Regions from separate parts of the Ovis aries genome. Here region 2 is linked to region 1. A link is a contact called in public Hi-C data. All regions are on one chromosome and are shown on one strand. The core of a region is the stretch at or near the end of the contact, and the rest is flanking DNA. Distances in the headings are between cores, read along the strand shown.

Region 1 (2,914 bases), core at 241-2,740:
TGTTGAGGCGGAACTTGGACTTGCGCAGGTCTCGGAAGCGCCCACGAGGCACGGTGAAGTCGACCACCCAGGGCAGCACCGGATGGTAGTTGGGGTCCCCCTGCCGCCGACCCGCCAACCGATTCAGTTGCATGAGGTAGTGGAAGTTGCTGATGCGGCCGTGGACCCAGTCTAACACAAGGCCCCTGAGCTCCTCCTGGCATGTGGGACACCCAGGTCCCCGTCTTCCCTCCTCGCCAGGCTCGACACCTGCCCTATTTCTTGCTTCCTGGGTCTCCTCATCCCCCGCCTCCTCGGGCCTCTCATAAGCACTCAGGTCCAGGCGGAGCTCGCTGCAAAGTTTCTCATCCACGGCAATGTGGTGCAAAGACAGGGCCCCGCAGGCCAGTCCCTGCTGGTGACAGGCATCCATGGCCCTCAGCACACGGAAGAGAATGAAGAGCACCTTGGCTTGGCTGTTGGTCAGCTTGGCGGGGCTGAAGGTGACCACATCGTGCAGGGAGAACTGCACATACGGGTGCACCACGTAGAGCATCTCCGGGGACTCCAACAGAGCCTCCGCTCTCAGAAGACTGGGAGAGGCAGGGCAGCCCCGAGGGGCACAGGGGCCTTCTCTGGCATATGAGGGGCACTGCGCAGCTTCGCCCAGTGGCAGGAAAGGGCAACCATAGACCCTCTGCAGAGCCTGTCGCACTGAATCCAGGGCAGGGACAGCTGCGGGGGCAGGGCTATGACTGTAGGGCTGCCCGTAAGTGTGATACGCGTGGCGCCACAGGTTGCGATAATTCTGGGCAGCCACATCCTGCATGAAGCGAGTGAGGGTCTCCGGGGTGCCGGATCCCTCCTCAAAAGCCAGGCCGCCCAGCGGGTAGGAGAGCCTTCGTTTCCGCAGCCCGTGCACCTCGACTCTAGTCCAGCCGGCAGGCAGCCTCTGCACGGAGCGTTGCAAGAGAGTCCTGACTTCCGCTTCGCTCAGGCCTTCGGCGCGCGGACAGGGTCCCGGGGGCAGCCTGCGCTCGCGGAGGCTGGCCAGCCAGCGCGCGGGCACCAGAGCTACCACGTGTGCACCCCCCGGGGCCGGAGCCAGCTGCCGGGCATCGATGCTCAGGTCCTTCTCCACGCTCCGGAGCAGCTCCTCCATGTCGGGGCTCGGGGGCGGTGACCAGCCCTCCGCCTTGGCGGTAAGCGCGACTTCCCGCCCCCTGCTCCCCAGGGCCATCCCCTCTTGGCCGCCTGGGGGCAGCGCGGGGCTGAGCCCTGCCACAGCCCCCCTCGCCTCGGCTTCCCGGATGCCAGATGGGTAGGGGTAGGCGAGGGACTGGGGCTGGGGCGGAGGAGGCGGGGATGGGCCGGGGATAGAGGGGGGCCGCGGGGGAGCTCTTACCCCTCCGCAGGGTCCTGCGCTCCAGGCACGGCCGGGCGGGGGCTGAGGGGCGCCAACGCCAGGCTCCACCGCCAGGCTCCACCGTGACGGGTCAGCTGACGCTGCTCACGTGATCGCCCGGTACGGAAACAACCGCACGTGGCTCGACTGAACCCGGGAACCCCGCCTCCTCTAGGCCGCGCCACCGCCCGCCGGCCTCTCCTTCCCCGCACCCTGCTAGGCCTGGTGGCAGCTTCGCTTCCTCCCGGGCTGAATCGGGCAGGGGTGGGGGCTATGAGCGGCCCACGAGACTTCCCTTTCCCTCCTTACTTCTTCCTTCAAGCGCTGGGACGCAGACCTATGGAGGGTTTCCCTTAGAGAGGGCAGCCTCAGGTGATCACCCCCGCCGCCGCCGCCGCCACAACCACCTCGCTCTGGTTTTACCGATAAGAAACCTGAAGCAGAGCTGGGACTTTTCACATTAAGTCCCTTCACCGCCTCCAAGCTGCCTTCCAAAAGAAAGAGCTTTTAATTTTCCAAAGTTTCAGCGGTAACATTCCATTTGGCCCTGGCAACACTCAGTGATTTAGGAAGGGCGGTTATTATTGTTCATATTTTACAGGTAAAAAACCAAGAACCTCTGAAGAGGCTTGTCCAAATGGCAGCATGGAAACTCACCAAACTGGGGCACAGATCTGCTCTGGAGTCCTCCCCACTGACAGCTCTTTAAAGGCTTTTTTTTTTTTTTTTTAAATAATAAAAATTCTGGGCAATCTTGGGGAGAGAAGTTGAAGGCTGAAAAGCCAGGATGGAAATGTTCCCCCAAGACTTCCTGTTGAAGATCTGTCTCTGCTGTGTGACAGAGCCTGCCTGCTGTTGTCAGAGCCTTGCAGATGCCACGGTGGCTGGGGGGAAGGTGCAACATGGCAGGGAGCAGAAACCAGCGAGCTGGCGCCAGAATTACAGGACTCCTTCAAGACGTCTGGATTCTGACTCATTTGTGGGATTGACAGGCCATTGTCTTCAGCGAGACATCAGTATCTATTTTTCCAGTCCCACTCCTAGAAGGAGAGTTTGCCTCATGTAGGAGTCTGGTGTGGAGGTGTGGGAGCTCCATAAAGGCACTTAAGAAAAAAAATAAAGTCCTAATTAGAGAGGAACAGGGATGGCTCAGCCATAATTTGATTTCATCTGTATCCTTCTTGAAAAAGGCAGCTAGAACCGCTGATGTGCTTGGTCACATGACCTTGAGCGATAATAACTTAACAGCCACCACTTACAGAGCACTGATCAGGAGCCAGGCATCTTGCTAAGCAGTTTGCATACTTTAAATTCTCACCACAACCCTTTTTAAGAGGATAGTTTTAGATCCGTTTTAGGATGAGGAAGCTAAGTAATTTGCTTAGGTCCCATAACTAGGAAGTGGTAGAACCAGGATTCAAATCTAGGCCTGGCTCATTCTAAAACCAATGTTCTTTGTACTCCTTGGCCAAGTACTATTTTGTTTTTAATTTAAAAAAAAAAAAATTGGCCATGCCCTGTGGTATGTGG
Region 2 (2,914 bases), core at 237-2,736, 100 kb before region 1:
TGGATGCTTGGGGCTGGTGCACTGAGACGACCCAGAGGGATGGTATGGGGAGGGAGGCCGGTTCAGGATGGGGAACACGTGTATACCTGTGGCGGATTCATGTTGATGTATGGCAAAACCAATACAATATTGTAAAGTAATTAACCTCCAATTAAATAAAAAAACTGGAAAATACAAGTTCATAAAAACAAAAGAAAACTTCTGCATAGCAAAAAAAACCCCACCATAAGCAAAGTCTGAAAGACACTGTTAACTTGTATCAGAGATGAAGGACTAATTCTATTTTTTAAAAAAGATATCTTAAAAATTGAGAAGAAAAAGATAAACAAAAGAAAAATGGACAACACAACAGTTCAGAGAATAAAAAGCCCTTAATTAAACATTTAAAAGGATGCTCATATTGCTCACAATACAAATTAAGCACTACACTGAGATCTGAGTTTTCATCTATCAGATTGATTTGAAACAAAAATCAAAAGATTAACAACATACTCTGTTGGCATAGCTGTGAAGAAACAAGTATTTTCACATATTGTTGGTGGGAATGCAAAATGATACTATCCTATGAAGGGAACGCAAGCATATCTACCTACCACAAACGCATTTATCCATGGATCCAACAATCTCACCTTTAACAACCAAAACCCCTCTGCCCATATACCTGCATATGTATAAGGTTATCTGCTGCAGCACTGTCTTAATAGCCAGAGTATGGAAACACCCAACTGCCCATCAATAAAAGGCTGGTTAAACTATGGAATAGTCATACAACACAATATGCTATACTGTTAACAAATGAATAAGTAAAAATGAGGAACATCTTTAAATATATATATGAAAATATCTCTAAGCTAAAATTAAAAAACAAAAACAGGACTGAAAAAAGACAGACAACATAGTGTACACAGTTGTCTAGCTGTTCAGTGTTGTTTTTCTAAAATCCTACCTTTGGTGTAAGCAAAGTGGATTATGAGTGAAAATACGTAATTTATGTACTTGATTATATTTTCATTAAGAAATCCCTTGAAGGACAAAAAGAAACCACTGAAACTGGTTACCTACAGAGGGCAGCAGTGAGTACGAACAAGTCAAGAGAAGGCAGGGGCAGGAGTAAGATTTCTCTAAATATTTAATTTTAGAGTTTTGCCTTCTGAAAGATGTTTTGCCTTCTGAAAGTAGATATTATCTACTCAAAATTAAAAACAAAAATTACTGTTTATTTAAAAAAATATGTCTATCTTAACATTTCAACTTTGAAAAGTATACAAGTTTTAATGGACAAATATGTGAACACAAAGCAGAGAAACAGCTCTAAGATTTGAAATAAACTGCCCCTGGATAGGAGCCAGAGGACAAAGAAGAGCTGGGCAGGGACATGTTTTTTTGTTTTTGCTTCAAAGAACACACTTGCAAAACTATTTGACTTTTAAAACTATGTACAAGACACGACAGAATAACAGAGACCAAGATGACCCTCCCACCAAAAATAACCAAAAAGAAGGCAAAATATTCATGAGACAAATGATTCTCAGGATACTGGACATTAAGCAACAAAGGACAGTATTTCCGAGACAGAGGAAACAAACAAGGCGAGTGTGACTGCCCCAGAGTACTGGAAGCCCTGAGGGTTTCCAGGCTGTGACACAGGAAGCGGGCATGGAGCAACCCCTGAGTTAAGGAGACGGAATTGAGCATGTGGGGAATAAGACAGGAGGGTTCTCAGGACAAAGCACCAGAGAAGACAGCTGCACGGAGAAAGGCCTCCAGAGATGATGGAAGGTTCCCCTCGAGGAGTCGGCGGCAGAGTACTGGTTGGCTGATCTCTGTGTGGAAGCTATCGGAAGCCAGGGAAAGAAAGAACCATCTGAGAAGGCCTCGGGGATCAGTGTCCAGTGCTTACAACAAGCTAGAAACAGCACCTGTACCTAACAGCCAGAATGGAAAACTTCACATTCACGGGGCATTGAGTAGGATACTGACGGTCTTGCCTCTGTACTATGAATAACCAGACCCAGAATAAATGCCACTCTCTGATCCCATCCAGCAAATTTTAAAAGCAACATCCCAAAAGATAAAACTGTTTCCAAATAATTTAACTGTATCCCCGAAAAAAATTCAAGAATATAAGTTTCCAGCACCCAACAGGGTATGAATCACAATGCCTGAATTCATTCCAAGATTACCAAGCACACAAAGCAGAAAAATACTCTTAATAAGGGGAAAAAAATTGACTGATTAAAATAAACCAAGAACTGATACTGATGCTATTCTAAAGCAGAGACATCATTTTGCCAACAAAGGTCTGTATAGTCAAAGCTATGGTTTTTCCAGTAGTCATGCACAGGTGTGAGTCGGACCATAAAGAAGGCTGAGAGTCAAAGAATTGATGCTTTCGAGAGGTTTCTTGAGAGTCCCTTGAACAGCAAGGAGATCAAACCAGTCAATCCTAAAGGAAATCAACCCTGAATATTGAACTTTGGCTACTTGATGCAAAGAGCCAACTCATTGGAAAAGACCCTGAAGCTGGGAAAGACTGAAGGCAGGAGAAGGGGATGACCAAGGATGAGATGATTGGATGGCATCACCGATTCAACGGACATGAGTTTGAGTGAACTCCCAGAGATAGTGAAGGACAGGGAAGCCTGTCAAGGGGTCACAAAGAGTCAGATACAACTGAGCGACTGAACAACAAAGTTAAGTCAACTGTTTCTCTGAGTTCTGAAAGCCACTGTAGAAAATTAATATAATTGAGGGCTTCCCTGGTGGCTCAGTGGTAAAGAATCTGCCTGCCAATACAGGAGACGTGGGTTCAATCCCTGATCAGGGACAATCCCACATGCTGCGGAGCAATCATGTCCATGTGCTGCAACTACTGAGCCAATGCACCACAACTACTGGAGCCCACAAGCCCTAG

Evidence for each region. Hi-C and Micro-C count contacts between places; a contact is called where the count stands out from the background.
Region 2: a Hi-C map of tail adipose tissue shows a contact between it and region 1, with 6 times the contacts expected there. The contact joins the enhancer-like site here to the promoter of WDR81 in region 1. A contact is called at or near these places in 10 of 16 Hi-C or Micro-C datasets (blood, hypothalamus, liver and 4 more).

Annotation. Positions count from the first base shown.
Region 1 is chr11:22,709,802-22,712,715 of ARS-UI_Ramb_v3.0, reverse strand. WDR81 (WD repeat domain 81) reads right to left here and starts at 1,490. Exons shown (of 10, transcript XM_027975144.3): 1 at 1-1,490. The coding sequence starts at 1,219. It overlaps LOC121820574 (a long non-coding RNA gene), which reads left to right and starts at 959. Exons shown (of 2, transcript XR_006061133.2): 1 at 959-1,181; 2 at 1,986-2,914.
Region 2 is chr11:22,809,568-22,812,481 of ARS-UI_Ramb_v3.0, reverse strand. The region is part of intron 5 of RPA1 (replication protein A1); the gene reads right to left. Among named protein-coding and RNA genes, the nearest start is that of RPA1, 20 kb to the right of the region's middle. Within about 2 kb of position 1,486, at least 4 of the 54 cell types and tissues checked have an H3K27ac peak or open chromatin away from gene starts, as enhancers often do.